2 separate regions of the Rattus norvegicus genome follow, and region 2 is linked to region 1. The links are chromatin contacts, called in public Hi-C maps. All regions are on one chromosome and are shown on one strand. Each heading gives the region's core, a stretch centred on a gene start, on an enhancer-like site or on the middle of the called end of the contact. The rest is flanking DNA. Distances are from core to core; before and after follow the strand shown.

Region 1 (6,393 bases), core at 1,967-4,466:
GTCTATGTAAAGTCACAAATTAATGGAAAAAATTCGCATGAAAATGACAAGATAACACTGTAGTTCCTCAAAAAGAGATTAACTGCATAACCATAGGATAGAAATTTAAAACCACAAAATTGTCTACAGCTTCTTACTAAGTTTTTTAAATTATTCATAAAATGCAGACATTTTGGGTGAATGTTTAATCATTTTTAATCTTAATTAATTGATGTTACCTGTTTGATTCAGAGATGTCTGCTCTTTTAAATTCTATATAATAAAACGAGATCGCCTGGCACAGGACAGGTGTGTAATGTTAGTATGCATGACTAATGTAAGAAATTGTTATTCTGCTAATATTTCCTTGTGATTGTGTGACAAGCGTGTTTACAGATGATTGGTTCACTTCTTTACAGGGCATAAACAATGATTATCTATTACTCTGAACTTTATGATTACATGTCCTTCAGATTACATGGGATTGTAGTTGGGAGTTACCATGTAACTCAAACATTATTAACATGTAATTAGTTTACAGGTTTTAGGGTATCACTTCAATTTACCAAGCATGTAGTTCTAGCGCACTAGCATGGCACCAGCCATGTATTTACAATGTAGTTACAGAGTAATTACATGGTTATTTTTGCAATGTAAAATAAAGTGTTTCTGATTATTTTCTATGTAAAGGACCCCCCACCCCATCCCCATCCCCTGGCTTTGGTATAATATATTTACTTCTCCATACACAGACCTCTGCAGAATGCAAAATAAAACTTGCAGTGAATGAACTTAGCATTTTATGAGAGTGCTGTTGGAAAGACTTGATAATTCACCCCTTTTGTTTTGAAGAGTCGAATCTTCTGTTAAAAGGTGATTTAAAACTTGAATGTGATGAATTGTGGCGAGCTCACTCCAGTTATGTGCAATACTTATCTCACACTTTGGAAGATCTTTGCAGTGTAATTCTTTGTTTTTAATTGCAGACATTAAAAAATGTCATTTTCTACTGTTAAGAGTAATCCTCTTTCTTGCTGGTGTTTCTAAAGAAAAGAATCAGAAATCAATCTTTCTACTAATGTAAATTTGAGATTATTTTTAAAAATGGAATAAAAGAGGTTTTGGTCATTTGCTTTATTTTATTATCTTATTTTAAAGCTACTGTGATTGATAGCATTGTAAGAATTGGGACAATATTGTATTCAACTGTTTTATTTTTTATATTTTTAAAATTTAAAGTATAATTAGTTTTTATAATTTCATCAGATTTTTGTTATATTTTTTGGAAGTGAAACTTTTAGCAAGTGGGTGTCTGGTTTTTACTGCTCCCTAATTTCCCAGTGTATTGCTCACACTATCAGAAGGCAGCGTTATTTAAGTGTGTCAGTTAATTGTACTACTTGGCTGAATTTCCATATAGTTTTTACTGTGTATGGGGAGGTTGTAGTATTTATTCTAGCATTTTAAATAAGGGTAATTCATTTTTTTATTAAAGTCATTTTCACCTTAAGTTCCTATTTTTGTATGTTCTACTCTTAAGTTATATAACACAGTTCCTTTTTTAAAAGAGTTCATTTGTTGAAGTGCTAGTGGAAAATTAATGTTATTAAATAGTTTGCAAATGACTATTTATACCAGTATGCATATAATTTTTAAATATTTGTAATGTGAGATGTTGAATGAATAAAACTTTTAACTCAGATTTCTTTCACTATACTTATTTCTTCTTAGCATAAGTAGACTCCCTCGTTGGGATTATAACATTTTTAAAACACTAGGAATGTCCTGTTGGGCCCTGCCAAACAAACCAGTGTGAAAAAGAATTTAGTCATGTGATGCTCGTGGCAGGCATCCCTGGCTTCCGGAAGTTGAAGTTGTAAGAGCTGTCGGTTGTAAGAGTGTCTTTGGCCTTGCTGTCTCTTCTTGTGCTGTTGTATGGTGTGTGGTGTCTGGGGGTGGGCTGTGTCAGCCTGCAATCTAAGTGTTCTTTCTCCCTCTTCTCCCTCCTGGAGATTAAGCCCAGCACCTCCCACACAATACGCACATGCGCTGCCACTGACCCTCATCCCTGGTGTCAAAACAAGTCTCCTTTGTCTTTGAACTCTGAGTTCTTTGAGAGACTGATGGTCTCTGGGTTATAATCCCACAGCTCAGGAGCTGCACGTGCTGGCTTTTATCTGGTCCATGGCTCATGTAGACTACCGAGTGTTGTAATGCATTAATATTTATATTTTAAGGTACATTTAAGTTTTCAATGATAAATTACAGCAAAGCATACCCCGAGGACGCCCTGTTTAGGAAGTAAGGTATCTGTACTTTCTTCCCATGATGCACTGTCCTCAAGAGCAGGAAGGCAGGAGACAAATGGACTGCAAGATGTTTTCCTCCTCAGTTTTTTTCCCCAGCATGGAAGCCAGCCTCTGGAAGTGGTGGGGAGTGGGCGAGACAGCGTATTTTTGCCCCAGGAATTCTAGGTTGCAGGAGCTTCAGCTTCTCTTAGCTGGCAGTTTCTAAGACTTGCCTTCACAGTTTACTGAAACCGCCCTGGGAAGCTCAGGCTCCCATCAGTCACTGTCAGAGCTGTCTCCGTTGTCCATCCATATGTGCCAGGTTCCAGGTTTGCATCTAAACCCTGTCACGACAGTCTGTCTCCTTAGTCCCATCCTCAGTCCCCACTTAGAGGACTAGAAATGAGAAGCTGCTTTGTAGCTGTTTGAATTCGCTTCTACTGACTGGGAGCAGCACGTACAACTGCCACAGACACAAACATCCCTCCGCGTAAGCCACTGGCTTTGAATCTGCCATCCTGGGTATGCTGCCCGCCTTTCTGATCATATTACCTCCTTAAAAGTTACCCTCGGAGAATTCCCTCAGTATCCCCCCTCCCCCCGCTCATAATCCCAAGGATGGGAGCCCCTGAATTTGGAAAACCCAAGAATTTGAAATTTATCCAGCCATCCCAGGTCTCTTATTAGAGAACATTCTGTTTTGACAAGCCTCGGATCTTCTCTAGATATTTAAGTCCAGACTTTACTCTAGTCCAATTGGGCATTACCACTGGCCGTCGGGGAATGTGTCCTACTGTAGTCGCCTAAGGTGACAGAATTACAAAAGGACAACTTGTCTCACGGAAGTTGGAAATGAACATCAGCATCAATGATGCAGCCCAAGCCAGGCACCATGTGCTGTGCTGCAGTCTCTGATTGGGCGTCCGGGAGAGATGATGTGGGCAGATGGAGCGTGGGGGCAGGGAACTGGGGACACAGATGCTGGGATCTCAGCTCGAGCCTGCTTTATCCTCTGCCTTCTATTTCAGGAACCAGAGCCTTGGTGCCATACACATGTCTGTGCGATCAAGCAAATGTCACCATTTTAAAGAGATTATTTTCAGCTCTTCTCCCACACCTCTGTGACATCAAAGAGAGAGGAGAAAAGAACCAGGCAGCCCTAGAAATGATTCCCTAGAATCCTCCAAAGGCAACAAGGCATCCGAGCGTGTTCTGAAATAAGTTGCCCGTAAAGGAGGCTAAGAAGGGGGCAGGGAGGGATCAGTCATTTAAGTGTGTGAGGTGTGGCATATGTGACTTAGGTAGCACCCAGCAAAGACCTGATACGAAGGGGTCACCTGAAGCTATGTCTCACGTCATCAGCTGTTGAAAGATGCAATGACGGTGACATCGGGCAGGATGGGGAAAGTGGAGCAGCCTTAATTACCGTTTGTCTCTCAGCAGTCCTGACTCCACAGTGACCAGAAGATTTGGTTCTGGGAAAGAAATCAGGCATGGCCAAGCACCTGTGCCCCTCAGTGAGACTCTGCCCTCAGAAGGCACTGGACAGGATGTTTGAGTGTCTTGTGGGAAGGCAGAGTCTAGGCAATCCTACATCACAGCTACAACACAGTAAAGCCCAGGTTTCCATTCCCGTCTGTCAGGCCCCCCTTGCTTCCCCTGTAGTCCTCAGAACCCTCGCTGCCACTGAAGCAAGGCTAATAAAATTGGGCTGGGCAAAGGACCGCGCATGTCTCTAATCCCAGCATCCAGGAGGTGGAAGCAGGTCAACCTCGAGTTTGAGGCCAGCCTGGTCTACAGAGAGAGTTCCAGGACAGGCAGGACTACACGAAGAAAACCTGTCTCAAATAAATAAATAAATAAATAAATAAATAAATAAATAAATAAATAAATAAATAGGATTTTGTTTTGTTCTGCATGAAAGATTTGGAATTTTTTTTTTTTTTCTGGAGCTGAGAACCAAACCCAGGGCCTTGCGCTTACTAGGCAAGCACTCTACCACTGAGCTAAATCCCCAACCCCCAAGATTTGGAATTTTTAAAAAGTGCCAAGTTCCTCAAATTCAGTAAAATATTTTTATTAATAAAAAAAAAAGAAACAACAGGCCATGTAAGTGAGAGTACTCAAAAGCGTAAGTTATTGGGGGGGGGGGATTCATTTATGGGGTTTGGTTACTAAGGGTATTTGAGGGGGATTTTCTGTGTTGATTACTGCATTCTGGCATAAGCATTTTTCTATTTTTTGCTTGTACCTTCCCACAATGCATGTTTGTTTATTTATATATTACATCCTGACAGCCATTTCCCCTCATTTTTTCCCAGTGCCTCCTCCCCCCCGTCCCCCAGATCCCCTCCTCCTCCCAAGTCCCTTCTGAAAAGGGAAGGCCTCCCGGGGACATTAGCCAAGCATGGTATAGCAAGCTATAGAAAGGCTGGGCACACTCCCTCACATCAAGGCTGGATGGCACAGTCCAGCAGGAGGAAAGGGTCCTACAGCAGGCAAAAGAGCCAGAGTCAGCCCCTGCTTTCACGGATGGGAGTCCCGCAGGAAGACCAGGCTACACGACCATCCGTATGTCCAGATGACCTAGGTCAGACCTATACAGGTTCTCTGAGTCCCTGTGAGCCCTAGTTGGTTGATTCTGTGGGCTGTGTTTTGTGGTTTTAACCCCTGTGGCCCCTCCGATTCTTTTCTGGCCCTCTACCATCTGTGTTTGGCTGTGGGTCTCCGATGCATCTGCTTTTAATCATACACATATTCAATTATTCGTTAATCACATGATGATCAATGGAATTTCCCCCTAAAAATTTACACAGAGAATGCGATTTGTCTTAAATGCATGTGCACTGGAGACTAGTTTATGCCAGTTATAGCCTACCTGGCTATAACTGGAGTACAATCGAGTAGAAACAGGGTTGTTGGGAGAGGAGGGAGAGTCCCCTGTTCAAGGTGGGGAGGAATAGAGCTCAGTCCAGGTCCTGGTTTCTGAACAGGTTGCTAGGTATATTGTTTGGGGAGGGGCGTGTGTGTACATAGTCTATGCAGGTGAGGCTCCCAGGATGCCAACTGCATTATTCAAAGAGGGGTGTATGCACAGCAGAGTCCCTTGTTGCTAAACTATTCCCTAGGTTTGCCTGCCTCAGTATGAACCTGTGAGAGAGAAAATAACACCTGCTGGTGTTGAGACAGGGCTTCCCAAGCACCAAGCCCTGTGCTGGAGATCATTCCTCTCAACCCTACCATCTAAGATGCTATGTTCTAGAATTACGCTCAGCTTAAGGTGAGCAAAGTCCAGATTGGTTAGCCAATCTGTAAAGCAGGCAGTCGTTCAACCAGGTACACAGATGGCAGGTCCATTCTCACCTTTCTGTAAATGTCTAACCTATGAAGAAGAAGTCGCCAAAAAGTTAGGCCGACACGATGCACATCACCTCCTGAAACTTTGGTTTGACGAGAGTACCTTTAACAGTAACAGGGTAGTGACTCCGAGGGAGTCAGGCCCCCCTAGATTGTTCACACATGTTTCAGCTTAACTGCATCACATAGGTGCCAAGAAAGGACAGCCCCTGGTTAAGTGCATTTCTGGATGTGGGTGCTTAGGTGACAGAAGAAAGTAGAGAGACGAGGGAGAATAGGCATGGGCATTTTTTAGTTTAAACAAAATCCCACCGAGGAGAAAGGCTTGGACTTTTTCTATAAAGCTTCATAACTAAGCATCTTGCACATGTTATATTCTGAGTCTCCGGATAGCCTCCGCGACAGCACAAAACCAACTGTGAATCCCGCGGGGTAGCCACACTTCTGCACTCTGTCCTTGTGGATTTTTCAAGTCAAGTTTTGCTTCTGCACTGGAATGCCAGCAGGGTCAAAATAGATTCCTTTTGGAGACGTCTGATCTTGACTTTGTACGTGTTCGTGACACAGAGAAAGTATTTGCCATTTTTGGAGCAAAGGGGGCTTTGGAGCAGGCACAGGCTTTTGATTTGTGCCACAGTCTGGACAGCTGCTGTTGAACAGATGTGCCGCGGTGGAGCCTGAAGGAAACGGTTGGAGCATTTGACTCTGCATTACAGCAAGACACCTTCAGAGGCAGCGGCTCACGCCCTGCGCCCCTCGAGCAAGTCCC
Region 2 (6,253 bases), core at 611-3,110, 150 kb before region 1:
CAGACCCAGATCTGCCCTTCCCCAAGTGGGAAGGTCACCCCACAGCTCTAAGGGCTTTGGCTGAACCCTGAGTTCGGGCTGGGTCAGCCTCTAGTCTAGACCCTCTTTGCTTGTCTCTACTTTATCCAAACTCAATTTCTTTAGTTTCTATGCAGTCGAACACCTCCAGATTGTGTGGCTGAGATAATGGGGTTCTAGTAAAGTTAGTGGGAGATGATACAGTGAGAAGCCGAGCTGATTTGAAGCCCCTTAGAAATGGACCTGCTTTCTGCTGTTGTGCTGTTCGTTTTGCTTAGTTTGTTTGGGCACTGCTGTCTGGTGAGTTCAGTTTTAAAGTTGATATCTAAAGTCGATAACTTAAACGACATAATCTTGTTATATATTTTATGAACATAGCATGATAATCCAGCACATGTACACAAAGTGCAGTGAAACTAAAAAGCTCGACCCCATCACAGCAGAGGGTAGAGTAGGGGTGTGGTGATGGCCTCTCTCCCCAAGAATGCCGGAAGAGACAACTGAGAGGAGGAAGCCTGCGGGCGGGGAAGAAGGACTTACTTTATTCATGGTTTCGGTTCACCATTGTGGGAAGACACCGTACAGCAAAGTGGTTTACATCATCGCTTAAGTCATGGTAACGTGGCCTGCCTCTTCCAGCAAGACTCTGCTTTATACCTTCCCATTCACTCCCCAGGGACCCACCCTGAGTAACAGCAGATCTGACGATTGCTAATATTATCTATGTGTACATGTAGAATTATGTGTACATGTATTTAAAAGTAGCAACAATTAAAGAAAGGAGACTATGAATTCGGAACTGTGGGTGCATGGGAGGGGTGAGATGGAGGGGTTAGCATCCGTGTGTGTGTGTGTGTGTGTGTGTGTGTGTGTGTAACCTCACCAACTACATTGCTCCCACACCAGTTTCAGACCTCCCTGGGAGCTTTGCCTAATGCTCACTTGAGAAAAAAGATGACTGGCTGGTCCCATGTAATGACCACACTAACCAACCTACGAGGGAGATGTCCTGGTATCCCTAGGCTACTAAGACCACCACTCACTGGCTACGTCCTGTGTGCCAGCTCTGTGGGAGCAAGAGGGTTTTCTGCAGAACTTATTTAACCCCTTTACTTTTGTAAATTATATGTATGTGGGTGTCGGTGTTGGGGGGGCATGCTCATGAGTGGAGATTCTGTCAGAGGCCTGAGGTGTCAGATGCCCTGGAGTTGCAGTTGCAGGTGGCTGTGATCTTCGTGAGGCTAGGTGCTGGGAATCGAGTCAGGTCCTCTGCAAACGCATTGCTTGCTCTGAGAGGCGGAACTGGCTCTCAGCTCTCCCATCATGCTATCTTGAGGAGACAAGGATACTTATCTCTGAAGGAAAACAGAGTCAGGATGTTGAGGAAACAGCCCAAGGGGAGAACAAGCCATTCTCCTATCCCACAAACACTTTTTTAAAAACACTGAACCTGGTCCACTCTCTGCTTGAATGACAGAAGAACAGCATTTTACTACTTTTTCTACGCTGGGAGAGACAAATTAGGAGCTGGGGTTTGAACAGAATCCGCTCACATCTAAACAGTAACAGTTCCCCTTTGTATAAAAGGAGGTGGCTCCGCCTTCTCACGAATCCAGTCCGAGCCTTTGAGGGTTGAACTTTAAGGCCTTGTGGATCATTAGATCAAGGATTATTAGAGACTCCAACCTCCCAGTGTTACGGCACAGGGACAGTTTCTATTTCTGGTGCCCATTGCCATCTCCAGGGAAAAGCCTCTCAGCTGCTCCGGACTCACAGTGTTCTTGTTTTCCTCCAGACCCTGTGACTCAGCACACAGCTCCAGATGGCTTCCTGCATGGCCAGCCCCGTTAGCTGGGCACCAATCACAAGGAAGCCGTCACAGCCCTCCTGGCGCGGCTCTCCACTGGACGGCCTTGCAGCATACCATTTGCAAAGGATGCTCTCACCCCATTCTGACCTCTCTGGCGTTCATATGCTCTGCACTCTGAGGGTGAGATCTCAGGAATCACATCCCCCCCCCCCCCGTGGACCAGTGAGATGGGGAAGGGTGTTTGTGGCGCCTCACTGACCCTGTGTGGGACACTCATCACCTACCTCTGAATCTTGCAGAGTTAGAGCTTCCGGATAAAACAAACACAGAATACCTCGGTATTTCGGAATTTCAGACAATTTGTTTTTTATTTTTTCGTTTATTATTATAAGTATATCACAAATACTGCATTAAAATCTAGTCGGGTGCCCTGTAACTTTCCTCATTAAATAAATAACCGTTCCAGCATGCTGAGCATGGAGCAAGGAGACCGGTGTGCTTTTCCCTCCACTGAGTCCCTATACTTAGTAGCGTCTTTGCCATCAGATGCTCATAGTACCTGTGACAATCACACAGTCTGGCAGTGGGTGTGGCAGAGCATGAGCCATCCCAGTCAGGGAGCAGGGCTCTTGGGCCTTTTGTCTGTCGCTTCGACTTTAAGATGCCCCAACATTCGCATGCTGCTGGCTGCCTGGCACCTGTGTAGACCAAGCCTCCTTGTGATTATTCATTTCCCATGGAGAAATAAGAGATGTCGCTTGTTAGTGGGATTGCGTGGCACATTAAGCTGTGATGTGTTCCTTGACGCCTGCTTGACATGAGAAAACCACGAGGGACAGTTGACCTGCTATTCATGTCCCGCCACATTCCCCTTTTGGATTTGAATGTCTCTACCAAAATTTGAAATCTTTAAGGGGAGGGATTCAGGTCCATTTTGTTCTCTAGGACTCGGGATCATGCCTGGCCCCCTGAAAGGTGGAACATTGAATCAACTGAAACCAGTCCCATCAACAACATAAGCAAAAATAATGCGTGCCAGGCACAGTGGCTCAACCTCTGATCCCAGCACTTGGGGGCAGGAAGGCCATGACTGCCAGACTCACATGCAGATAATTGCCTGCAAGTTGGCCTGTCTAGGAGACCTTGTTCATCCATAAATAAATATACATTCACAATCTCTATCAAGGGAAACTTTCTGGAGCTCATTGACTTCCCTTCCTTGCTGAATCCCAGTCATAACCCTGTTTGGTTTTACAGTAATTTATACCAAACCCAAGCAGGACTTCCATTAGCTACTACAAGTCACGAATGCTCAGTGGTCAGAGCCCAGGGCTGACGTGGCTTCGACTGCTCCCTCCCAAACTCTCCACAGAGCCGAGGCTGTGCTTTTTGTTTTTAACACATTTTCAGCGGCTCTGGGATTCCTCAGTGTTCTGCTGCTATGATGCAATACCCAAGACTGAGTAAGTTATAATGTCCATCTAGCGAGTTCTTTGAGAGGCTGAAAGCATAATGGCACATCACCAGCTCTGGTGAGCGCTCCCACCCCTGCTACCTTCTTTACCTTGTGGGACCTGGTGTCACAGCTGCAGGAAAGCCTACGAGGAAGAGCAAGCCATGAAGGCAGAGAGGGACTCTTGAGAATCAACTTGCTCACACAAGAATAACTTCAACCCCTTCCAGAATGTTCTGTCCCTAGTGACCTCCCACAGGGTCCCACCACTCAGCTTGTGAACCAAATCCCCAAGACATGAAGTCCTGGAGGACAAACCACATCAAACTCCAGTGGGCCACAAGGCCCAGATGACTACCCCATTCTCAGTGAGGGTGTGGAGTCTGTGGTGAGGGCATCACCAACAGGAGTTGCAGTCAGGCTTCTGGAATGTCTTAGCACCCAGAAAAACCTTGGAGTTCTCCTGCGCTCACCTGCTGGCAGCTTTGGAGGGCCTGGTGTATCAGTTCTGAAGGCTGGGAAGTCTGAGAGCCTGTCGACGGCCTCTCTCTGTCTCCAAGCTGATTGATACATGGTAGAAGGCAGTGTGGAAAGCAAACTCATGCATAAGAGGGAAAAACAAAACAAACAAGCAAATGAACAACAACAATAAAATCACATGGGGGGAAAGATACAATTTCTAACACGCCTCTCCAGGGAGACCAAAACTAGTCCACAGCACTTGGGAGGCAGAGGCAGGAGGCTTTCCTGAGCTAAGTAACAAGATTCTGCCTCACACAAAAGCAAATAGACTCAAAGGAAAGCAAGCAAAGGAACCCTAGAACAACACTGGTTCCATTTCCGTAGGAACGGTACCATGACCTAAGCCACTCCCATTAGGCTCTGACCCCTACTCTGTCACAGCCGGGACTGAGATTCCCAAATTGAACTTTTGGAAGGAAGATCATCAAACCCTAGCAGCAGTTCTCTCATTCCCACCTCAGGGAAAACGTGTTCACGAACACCATTTTTGCCAGCATCAGGATACCTAACTTGCCTGGATGGGGAAATCCGTGTGTGAGGAAGGCATCCTCTCCAGAGGTCTCACGGGCACTACTGTCCTTGTTTATGAGGCATCGTGGGACGGTCCCACACATGTTGAAAACAGGGAGTCATCCTTGTTGAATCCTTAGCTTATTCATGACTTCAAACATTTATCATGAGAGCATTTGAAAGCCTCTCCCCCCACCAGCTATTTTGAAATGCACAGTATGCCACTGCTAACTATAGACGTGTACTTTTAAAGCACTGTGAAATGCGTGCTTCTTTTTTCTTTTTTCTTTTTTCTTTTTTCTTTTTTCTTTTTTCTTTTTGGTTCTTTTTTTCGGAGCTGGAGATCGAACCCAGGGCCTTGCACTTCCTAGGCAAGCGCTCTACCACTGAGCTAAATCCCCAACCCCCTTCTTTTTCTTTATTAAAGTGGCAAGAAGGAGAAACAAGGAAATGGAGGATCCTAGTTTCATGACACCAACAGGGACTAACTCCCAGCCCTGAAAGCGGCCGGCCGACGCTTCTCTGGCGTCCTGCGCAAGACACAGGTAGAACGTGGCATGCCAGCTATGAGTCAGGCACTGTTCTCCTGGAGCCCACACTTTTCCGGCCAGATCTCACCTTGATGGACTTCCTCTCCTCCCACTCTCGTGCCCTAGCCTCTTAGCTGCTCTTACTTTTTACTTCTAAAGAGCTGTCTAAGTCTTCCTCAGGAGCTGAAGACAGCCTTTTTAATTGCTTACAGGTTAGCCCCTGTTTGCCTGCAGAGAGGCAGACACCAGGGGAGAAAGGAGTCCCCTTAATGCATAGAAAGAGCTCAATAAATATTCCCTGTCAAATAAGCATCACATGACTTCTCTCGGGGAAGAGAAAGTCCAGGCTACTCAAAGGGCACCCCAGGTAATTCCTGAGCCCTGGCTTGTATCCAGCACCCCAGTCAGCACTTCTGCCCCTGGTGCCCTCCGACGAGCCTGACACTGAGTTCTCCCACACGCATCAGGACAAACTCTAAGCCTGAAACTCTTGAGACACAGTGACCCCCTCTTTCCATGAAGATAATTCTAAGACCCTGCTGGAGGAACCTGCAGGCAGGACCCAGGCTGCTCCTGACAGACCTCCAGTGAAGCGACAGCCAATAACAAAGCAGGATCCTTGTAGCAATGTGCTGTCACGCAGTAAAACTTAACACTCGTTTGTCTCTGGGAATTTTTATTTGTTGAATACTTTCATAACAGAGAATGGAAGTGGGAAGAGGGCTCTGATGTACAGAGGATGAGCAAATAAGATGAATGAAAGCCTAGGCACCGGGCAGAACATACACAGACCCTGGCCAGCTGTTACAGTGCATTCTGGCTTTGTGAAAGGGGGCGGGGGATGGCTTTGAGAGCATCTGCTCTCCATAGCAAACTCTTACTCATCCCTTAACGCCTAGTTGTAGTGTCACCTCCTCCAGGAAGTAACTTCAAGTCCCTGGGCTGGAGCCAGCCTGATCCCTGGACTCCAAGGTTCAGTGTGAGGCAAGACTTGGTTTTATTGGTTTGACTGCTGACCTACCCCTTAGTTAGCTGTTCCTGCTCTAACAGCTCTGTCTTCCCTGCACATTCAGTCCCCCACCCCCACCCCTCTGCAAGCATTTCTTCATTTTTTTTTTCTCTTTCTTGGTTCTTTTTTTTTCTGAGCTGGGGACCGAACCCAGGGCCTTGCGCTTCCTAGGCAAGCGCTCTACCACTGAGCTAAATCCCCAACCCCGCATTTCTTCATTTTGTTTTGAATTAACCCTTCTGCTTTCAAGGAGAGCCTTGACCCAAGAAGCAGCAACTTCCCCTAGCTAGCCAGAAACACTTATGTGAAGGCTCGTGAAGATTGCTTTTCTGTTTTTTTTTTTTTTTTTTTTTCTGTTTTAAGCCCTGTCTTCCCTACCAATACTCTTCCTCATGTCCCCT

Evidence for each region. A called contact is a pair of places that touch in the nucleus more often than the background predicts.
Region 2: a Hi-C map of prefrontal cortex shows a contact between it and region 1, with 2.7 times the contacts expected there. The contact joins two enhancer-like sites. A contact is called at or near these places in 2 of 12 Hi-C or Micro-C datasets (frontal cortex and prefrontal cortex).

The regions. Positions count from the first base shown.
Region 1 is chr10:16,217,559-16,223,951 of GRCr8, reverse strand. It overlaps a transcript of Cpeb4 not described here. Among named protein-coding and RNA genes, the nearest start is that of C10h5orf47, 22 kb to the right of the region's middle. Within about 2 kb of position 3,216, at least 34 of the 93 cell types and tissues checked have an H3K27ac peak or open chromatin away from gene starts, as enhancers often do. A contact at or near this core is called in prefrontal cortex, where this site is marked.
Region 2 is chr10:16,363,953-16,370,205 of GRCr8, reverse strand. No RefSeq gene overlaps it. Among named protein-coding and RNA genes, the nearest start is that of Cpeb4, 83 kb to the right of the region's middle. Within about 2 kb of position 1,860, at least 71 of the 93 cell types and tissues checked have an H3K27ac peak or open chromatin away from gene starts, as enhancers often do. A contact at or near this core is called in prefrontal cortex, where this site is marked.